Linked DNA regions of Mus musculus: all the other regions are linked to region 2. The links are chromatin contacts, called in public HiCAR-type and promoter capture Hi-C maps. All regions are on one chromosome and are shown on one strand. Each heading gives the region's core, a stretch centred on a gene start, on an enhancer-like site or on the middle of the called end of the contact. The rest is flanking DNA. Distances are from core to core; before and after follow the strand shown.

Region 1 (2,700 bases), core at 197-2,696, 690 kb after region 2:
AATCCCCAGCACCCCCATCAACTCCATGTATAATACATATGCTCACCTCTAACCCCAGCATTGCGGGAGAGGAGCAAGCAGGCAGGTCCTAATAAGTTTTATGTTTTTTTTTCTTTCTTTCTTTTGTGACAAGGTCTCATGTAGCTCAGCCTGTTGCCCTTCAACTTATTACATAGCTGCGAATCATCTTAGACTTCGCAGCCTCCTGCCTCAACCTCCTGAGTGCTGGGATTGATCATCATATTAACTTTTTGAAGTTGTCAGGGGTCAAATCATCTTCCTTAACCATGCCAGGCACCTGAGCTGTGTCCCCACCCCAGAGTTCCTTTTTTTAAAAAATTTGGTTATTTTATTTATTTACATTACAAATGTTACCCCCCTTCTTAATTTCCCCTCCACAAACCTCCTATCCCTTACCCTCTCCTCCTGCCTCTATGAGGGTGCTCCTGCACTGACCCACCTACCCTCTCTCGCCTCAGGGCCCTAGCTTTCCCCTACATTGAATCATCAAGCCTCCACTGGACCAAGGGCCTCCACTCTCACTGATGCCTTACAAGGCCATCCTCTGCTACATATGCAACTGGAGCCATGGACCCCTCCATGTGTACTCCTTGGTTGGTAGTTTAGTCCTTGGGAGCTTTGGGGGTGTCTGGTTGGTTGATATTGTAGTTCTTCCTATGGGGTTGCAAAGAGTTTACAGTTTTAAAACCCACAAAATATATTTGAAATTTGAATGTGAAACTGTTTAAAATGTGCCTGTTTTGGAGAAAGTTGATTTTTCAAAAGATATTAAAATTTTAGAATCTTAAGCCTCAAAATATTTGCAGATCTGAGATTGCATTGAAAGATACCACTTATTGTTATTGGCGTAGAGTTGTACAACTACTCAAGCTAACATTGTCCCTTTATGGACAGGTAGTTGAGACCCAAAGATGTTGCAAACATAGGTAAGATTTTGGTGGGAAAATTGGTGATAGTCTGGGATACAGGATATTTTTATGGTTGTTTTCTCCTCGAATATCAAATTGGACTCTGGACATAATGGTAGTTGCTCTGTGAAATAATGTTCAAAGGAATTCCACTAAATGAATGATCCACTGTGATCCTTGCCGGGTTTTGCTGGTCTCCTGGTGCAGGAGAAGCCTGCTGTGCATGAGTCCCCTACTGTAGTCCAGGCCAGGGTTTATCACACCTCAGATTTGAGCTCTTGGTCTGGGAGGCTACACTTTAAAAAAAAAAAAAAGAAAGAAAGAAAGAAAAGAAAGAAAGCCTTTGGACTCCAGGTGGGTTTGTCTGCTAGTGTAGGGGTGTTTGTCCAGACTGTAGAGGCAGCCAGAGGAGTGGAAGGATTAGAGTACAGATTCGGGCCCAGAGGTGGAGTCAAAGTCCCTTTTATTACTGGGGAAGTTGGAGAGGGCCAGGAGGCCTAGGGAACCAACTCCAGTTGCCTAGCAACCAGAGACTCTGGTCTAGACTGTTGTGTTTTCTGGGACCTGCTCCTGAGTTTGCCAAGGGTAAGCTTTCAGAAGGAAGTTCTTGGTGGAAGGAATCACCATGGTTTATACAGCTTCCAGTCCTTCTATTTTCGATTTGGGGTGTAAGGAGCTAACACTATTAGGTCAAGTCAGCTTGCCTTGCTCCCTAGTGTGGCCCTGAGTCCTGGAAAAAGGAGCTAGTAGATTCCTTTGGGAGCACTCCAGGTACTGTAAAGTAAGCTTTAAATTGAATTAGGAACGACTTTGTGTTCAGTTTCAGACCTTGGGTGGATTGTCACCACGGACTCAAGGTGGACTCAGTCCCTGTCCCTCACGAATTTAAGTACTGAACTGTATTTATTAATCGCTTCCTTGTTTATGAACTGGATCAGATGTCTTTCCTTTCATGTGTGTTCTGACTTTGCATGAACAAATTCAAAGCTCGGGATACACTTACCAGGAGTGAATAGCTGGAGTTGGAAGTGGTCCCTGTTAAGAGACAAGGAGGGAATGAAGCCTTCGTGACTCAGTGGTTAAAGGCACCAAAGACATTAATCAACAATAGTAACTACCTCCTAGCAACAGCTCTTGCTGATCAACACAATTTGGTGAAAATTATTCTGGTGCTGATTAAAGTAACCGCCTTCCCCCCCCCAACAAAGCACACGAAAATGTTGAGATACTAAATAAATACTAAGCTAAATAATAAGTAAGCTAAATACTGATCAGACCTGGGTATGCTGAAGCTCTTTGTAAAGTCCATGAGGGTGGGCACCATAGGCTGACTGAGAAAAATTAATTTACAATAAGGGTCTGGAGGAAGACGCAGTGTCAGAAAAGTCGCTAGCCACATAGATAGTGCAAAGGCCACCAGGCTTTGGCTTGGAAGCACATTCATGCCAGCTCCAAGCTCCTAGGCAAAAACAGTTAGAGTGCTCCTTCCTTTGAAGATAGAACCTCATGTGTACGCTTAACATTCCAAAAGTCAAAATAAAAACATGTAAAATTTTGAGGACAGATAGAGACTTCATTTAACAAGCAGAATTTATATACATATATACTATTACATAATTATTACGATTTATACAAAATTACTAATTATACTGTTGGTCGGATTTTTGTTTGTTTGTTTGTTTTATCTCTTTTGTTTTGGAGACAGGGTTTCTCTGTGTGGCCTTGGATGTCCTGGAACTCACTCTGTAAATCAGGGATTCGCCTGCCTCTC
Region 2 (2,700 bases), core at 96-2,595:
AATTAACAGTGATTTTTTTTTTTTTTCTGCTACAGGGCCTTAAATATTCCGCGCTGACCTGGAACTCTCTATGACCCTAAATTCCTTATCCCTGTGCCTCTATCTCTGCAGGGGTGCAACTCCAGAAATGAAGCCATGTGTGGGCTATGTGATGCTGTGGTTTGAACCTGGGGCCTTCATGCATCTTAGGCAGGCACTCTTACCAAATGAGCTACATCCAAAGGACTCAAAGAGTAGTTATTCTTTCACTAAAATACTAGCACATAGCCTTTTGTATGCACATACTACTTTTTGCCAAGTTCTTCCATGCCTGATTTCACAACAGATAACCAGATTCTCCTGTCTGTCTGTTTGTATTTCCAATGTTGCCCTATCTCACGACTTGTAGTGTCTGGAAGACTCCAGTGAAGGCTTGTGGGAGGATGGGAATGTAAAATGTAGACAGTGCCTTAGTATTATAGACAGATTAACCTCCCACCATAAAGACCACACTTGGAGCACAGCTGTTTGATTTGACGATCTCAAATTGTGGCACATAGCCACTCTCTGAAAGATTTAAAATCTGATACCTGCAGGGCCTCACTGTGGCCCTACCTAAAAAACAAAACCCCAAAGCACCAAACATAGTTAACAGAACAGGTGATTTGTAGTCAACTGAAAAATAGCTGCAAGATTTCATGAGCTTAAGGGTTGATTTACTTTTTCAGGAAGATGAAAAATTGGTATGCTGATTATTTTCATTATAAAGCAGTAATACGCAAAAATACGCTCTTTACTTCCATCAAATGAACTAAAGCAGAGATGAAGGGTTGTGTATCAGGTAAACGTGATGTGGAACACCCTAAAAGGCGTAGAGGCGCCCCGAGTTAGAAGCAAAACCAGCCGAAGACGCTGCCGCGGTGGTCACAAGAAAAGAGTTGTTAGTTCTCAGCTAGAGTGGGAAAATGGTTTCAGAGGAGAAGGGGGTGGGGAGAGGGGAGAGGCGTGCTGGGATTAGGTCTGGATGCGGATGGGAATCCTAGCCAGGATACTGCAAGCCTGCCACTAGGCTGTGTCCCTAACCCAGGCGGGCAAGGAGAACCAGGAGCGGGACCTATGGGTCGTCGCTGTGGGATTGGGATTTCCATCGCAGCGTAGAAGGGAGAAGAGATGGCGAGCACAAGACCGCCACAGGCGGGAAGCCTAAGGTGCCGGGGAAGAAGGACGGCTCTGTAACCAGGCAACAAGGCCCAGGCCCGCCTCCCGCTCCCGTTGCTACGCAACGCCGAGGCCAGGGGGAGGGCGTCGGAGCAGCCCTACGTGCTGACGCTAATTGTATATGAGCGCGAGCGGCGGGCTCTCGGGTCTTTTTTAGCGCCATCTGCTCGCGGCGCCGCCTCCTGCTCCTCCCGCCGCCGCCGCTGCCGCCGCCCTGAGTCACTGCCTGCGCAGCTCCCGCCGCCCGGCTCCGCGTCCGAGCCTCCTGGAACGGTAACGGCTGGGGGCCGGGAGGGCCGGGTGGCGGGGGCCTGCGAGGTGTCGGGCTGAGGCCGCGGGGTGAGCGCTCCGGAGCGGCCATGCGGCCTGAGGGACCCCGGGGAGCGCCGGCGGCTGCGGGGCGCGCGGGACGGCGAGGCCGCGGGAGAGCGGAGGAGGAGGAGGAGGCCACGCCGCGGGGCGCCCTGGGTCGCCCGGCCGCCTCTGCCTCGGTGGAGCCCACCGCGAGGGCAACCCCGGCGAGGCGGGCCGCGGGGATGGGGGACATGGAAGGAACGGTGGCCGCGCGAGTTCCGCCCGCAGGGAGGGGCTGTGCAGGCCGCGCGGCCTCGGCGCGCAGGAGCCGGGGCACGTGGGGACCGCGCCGCGGGCGGCCGGAGACCCCTGCCGGGGCCCACCCGACACCTCCGTCGGAGTTGGAGGAGGAGGAGGGGTCGCCACGAGTACCAGTCCCGCCACGGTCTCACCGGCTCCCTGGGTCTTCCTGGAGGGAACTGTGCTAGCGGATGGGAGGATGGAGGGGCGAGCAGCCTCCACCGCCAGGGTTATAAGGGGTTAACACGTGCAAAGCGTTCAGCCTAGCTATTTTTTTTTTTTTTTTTTTTTAACAAAAGATCTTGTTTTGTGTCTCACAGGTACAGTTAGAACTTCGATGGGTAACGTGGCCGGGGTATATTTGTGTGGAGAGACTTAATCCTAGTCTCCTTAAACCTCCAGATGGTTCTGAGACGAAAACTAAGAAGGGCTGGCTTGTTGGGGGTGGGGAGTGGGGTTCGAGTTTAATAGACCAACAGCGTGGTTCTTCCCTTCAGGCAGCACCCCCTCCCTCCCCCCAGAATTCTCACTAGGGATGAAGTGGAAGGACCATGGGGTGGAACAAGGCATTAATAATATACTGACCAAGCTCAGTGCGCCACATTTCTGTAAAGATCTCAGGAGTGGCATCGGAGGGAGGGCGGAGACAGGTCCTGTCCAGAGGGCAGGGCTTCCCAGACTAAAAGGATGCACCAGGCATACAGGCTATCTTCCAGGGCTAACTACTTCAGACTGTCTCCTGTCTCTAAATTCCAAAATGAGAAACGTTTTAAAGACTTTCCCAACACCTCTAATTTCAGGAGAGCCAACATAAAGTTTACCACTTTTGAAAATAGACGCCATCAAAACACCTTCCCAAACTTAATATCCAAAGAATACTTTGGATTAGAGGAGTGCCTAAAATTTACA
Region 3 (2,833 bases), core at 88-2,587, 590 kb after region 2:
TGGGTGTCAGCTATGGTCAGATTACATAATGATGAGGCGTGGAGATATATACACAGGAATGGGTATGGTCCTATATGTCTGGCTGGATATGTAAGAATGTGCATATCTATATTTATATTGGAGTATGGAGTATAAGAAACTCAGTTTGCCTATGCGTGCGACACCACAGCAGTACACGTAGCAAGCCCCCATCAGCTGATAATAGACCACCAACATGTCCTTTCTATCTCTGTAGCGATTCTGTTAGGATACTTGGATTTGTTCTTGTTGGTTGTGTTCATGTGTTTCCTCGTTCATTTTTACTTAATATCTTAATTTGGTAACTAGTTTCATCAAAATAAGTTTTTGATTGCTTTGTTTGTGTGGTAAATTGTCTAGGGAAGAACACAGGGTAGGTCTTAATGTGTTAGCCTGAATTAAATGGCACTGTAATAACCTAAACATTAAATTAAACAACCTGAGTATGAAATATATTCATCTATAAATACTGAAAATATCACTAGACGTTAGAGGTAACGTGGGGTTTACTAGAGAATAACTGACAGATTTAAAGCATTAAACCAAATGAAGTTGACTTACACTTCATTTTCAATAGGGTGAGCAAGCAACATACTCAGTGCATAGTCCTAGTCCTTACAATAAAAATGATCTGGAATCTGCTAGTCATCGCACAGGGCACAGATTCTAAATTATCCCAAAGAAAGATTTTGACTAGAAGAAAACTACTTGGCTCTAATTTTCCACATGCCTATAGCATTTTTACTTTCCTAGGTAGTCACTGAGAAGGGAATTCCTGGATGTTTGACAAGGGAGTAATTGAAAAACCACAGGATGCCCCAGAGTTCGCCAATTGCCTCTTCCATGTTCCCATTATCTGGAGGAAGAGACAAAATAAGATGCAGTTTATTTTAAATAAATTTTTAAAAGCTAGACATGGAAAACAGAGTCTAAGAAACTCATAAGTTATTTGCATTTCTCTCCCTGTAGCCTGACAGGGTCTCAACTCTTGCCTAGCCTGGAATCTGCTATGAAGATCAGGCTGGCCTCAAACTCACACTTACAGAGAGCCTATTGCTCCTGCCTCTGTTCACTGAGCGCAGCGACTAAATCGTCTGCGACAATACATACAACAAACTCTTCTGTTAGCACAGGCCAGCCCCATTGTCAGAACCCTGTAGTGTTTTCACAATCAGTCTTTTCCCAGTCCAAGCACTCTCCACAGTGAGTCTGGGTTGGCTCTTCAGAAAGCTAGTTGGGTACTTCGAACCATGCACCAGAGGGCGCCTCAGGCTTTCCTCAGAATTTAAGGCTTAGCTGCTCAGAACGTGCCATGCTTCAGTCTCCATGGCAACACTGGCTGCCTTGAACACATTCCCCAGGCTAATGGGAAGACAGAGCCAGTTTAAAGTGTAATCTCTGTTCTTGCACATTCACTAGGGGTATCCACGACATCCTTCCATGGCCCTGAAGAAGAAACTTAATTTTTTATGGACATTAGTTCTGTATTTGATAGCCAGCAGACTGCCCAAGGCATTCGGCAAAGATCTTCCTAGGGTGCCAACTATCACGGATCCGAAATTTATAGATGCATTCCTCAACATCCACAATGAACTGCGACGCAAGGTCCAGCCCCCGGCAGCTGATATGAATCAACTGGTGAGAAAGAAAAGGAATTATGTTCAGAACAATGAGTTTATGCAGGGGAGGGAGATGAAACATGGTTTACCAAGACAAGAATTCGTTTTAACGTGTTAGTAGATGCATTTTTCCCCCTCAGAAGAAAAGAAAGAATCACCCTTGACTCCTTTTATGACAATGGAATTTTGAAAGTTAATTGCTTTAACCTCACGGGTCATTGTGCATGACATATGATAGTCATGGTCTATCTGGATAGGTAAGATGCAGAGATTTCCCTGATTTGGAAAATGGCATTGCAGCTCCATCTGTCGTTCTCGAGAAAGGCCAGTTAGGGTAAGACATTGTGGCTTATTTACAAATCATGTTCAAAATGTTTGTACAAAGCATCACAGATTATTGGTGGGGCCTGAAGCACTCCTGGCCTGACTGCTAGAGAGCAGAAGCGTTGTTTTAATTTTTTTCTTTCCATTTTTTATTAGGTATTTAGCTCATTTACATTTCCAATGCTATACCAAAAGTCCCCCATACCCACCCACCCACCCCCACTCCCCTACCCGCCCACCCCCCCTTTTTGGCCCTGGCGTTCCCCTGTTCTGGGGCATATAAAGTTTGTGTGTCCAATGGGCCTCTCTTTCCAGTGATGGCCGACTAGGCCATCTTTTGATACATATGCAGCTAGAGTCAAGAGCTCCGGGGTACTGGTTAGTTCATAATGTTGATCCACCTATAGGGTTGCAGATCCCTTTAGCTCCTTGGGTACTTTCTCTAGCTCCTCCATTGGGAGCCCTGTGATCCATCCATTAGCTGACTGTGAGCATCCACTTCTGTGTTTGCTAGGCCCCGGCATAGTCTCACAAGAGACAGCTACCTCTGGGTCCTTTCGATAAAATCTTGCTAGTGTATGCAATGGTGTCAGCGTTTGGATGCTGATTATGGGGTGGATCCTACATCTCATATCACCGAGAAGCAATGCAAGTCTGTTATATTCCTGGAATTCGCTCCTGTGCTCTAAAGGGGTGTCCTTCTCATAGGTGTTAATGATCTGTCGAAATCTTTACTACTTAAGGCATAAAAGGCTTGGGAGACACTTTAGAGAACGCGTCTCACAAGTTGCAGGCTTGACTGTGACATTACTTTGAGGTGGGAGGCAGCTGCCAAGGTTGAGGACATTGGGCTGGCATCCCTGAGACAAAAG

Evidence for each region. Promoter capture Hi-C pulls out the DNA fragments that hold promoters and counts their contacts. HiCAR-type assays count read pairs that join an accessible place to other places.
Region 1: a HiCAR-type map of astrocytes shows a contact between it and region 2, with 3 times the contacts expected there. The contact joins the promoter of Caps2 here to the promoter of Nap1l1 in region 2. A contact is called at or near these places in 2 of 39 promoter capture datasets (cranial neural crest and embryonic stem cells), 1 of 115 datasets of contacts at active chromatin or transcription factors (astrocytes) and 1 of 9 other capture datasets (liver).
Region 3: a contact with region 2 is called in a promoter capture Hi-C map of second pharyngeal arch cranial neural crest. The contact joins the promoter of Glipr1l1 here to the promoter of Nap1l1 in region 2. A contact is called at or near these places in 2 of 39 promoter capture datasets (cranial neural crest and second pharyngeal arch cranial neural crest) and 1 of 9 other capture datasets (adipose tissue).

What each region holds. Positions count from the first base shown.
Region 1 is chr10:112,162,175-112,164,874 of GRCm38.p6, forward strand. Caps2 (calcyphosphine 2) reads left to right here and starts at 1,447. Exons shown (of 18, transcript NM_001310675.1): 1 at 1,447-1,514.
Region 2 is chr10:111,471,882-111,474,581 of GRCm38.p6, forward strand. It overlaps Nap1l1 (nucleosome assembly protein 1-like 1), which reads left to right and starts at 1,346. Exons shown (of 16, transcript NM_015781.5): 1 at 1,346-1,470.
Region 3 is chr10:112,058,852-112,061,684 of GRCm38.p6, forward strand. It overlaps Glipr1l1 (GLI pathogenesis-related 1 like 1), which reads left to right and starts at 1,338. Exons shown (of 5, transcript NM_027018.1): 1 at 1,338-1,656. The coding sequence starts at 1,459.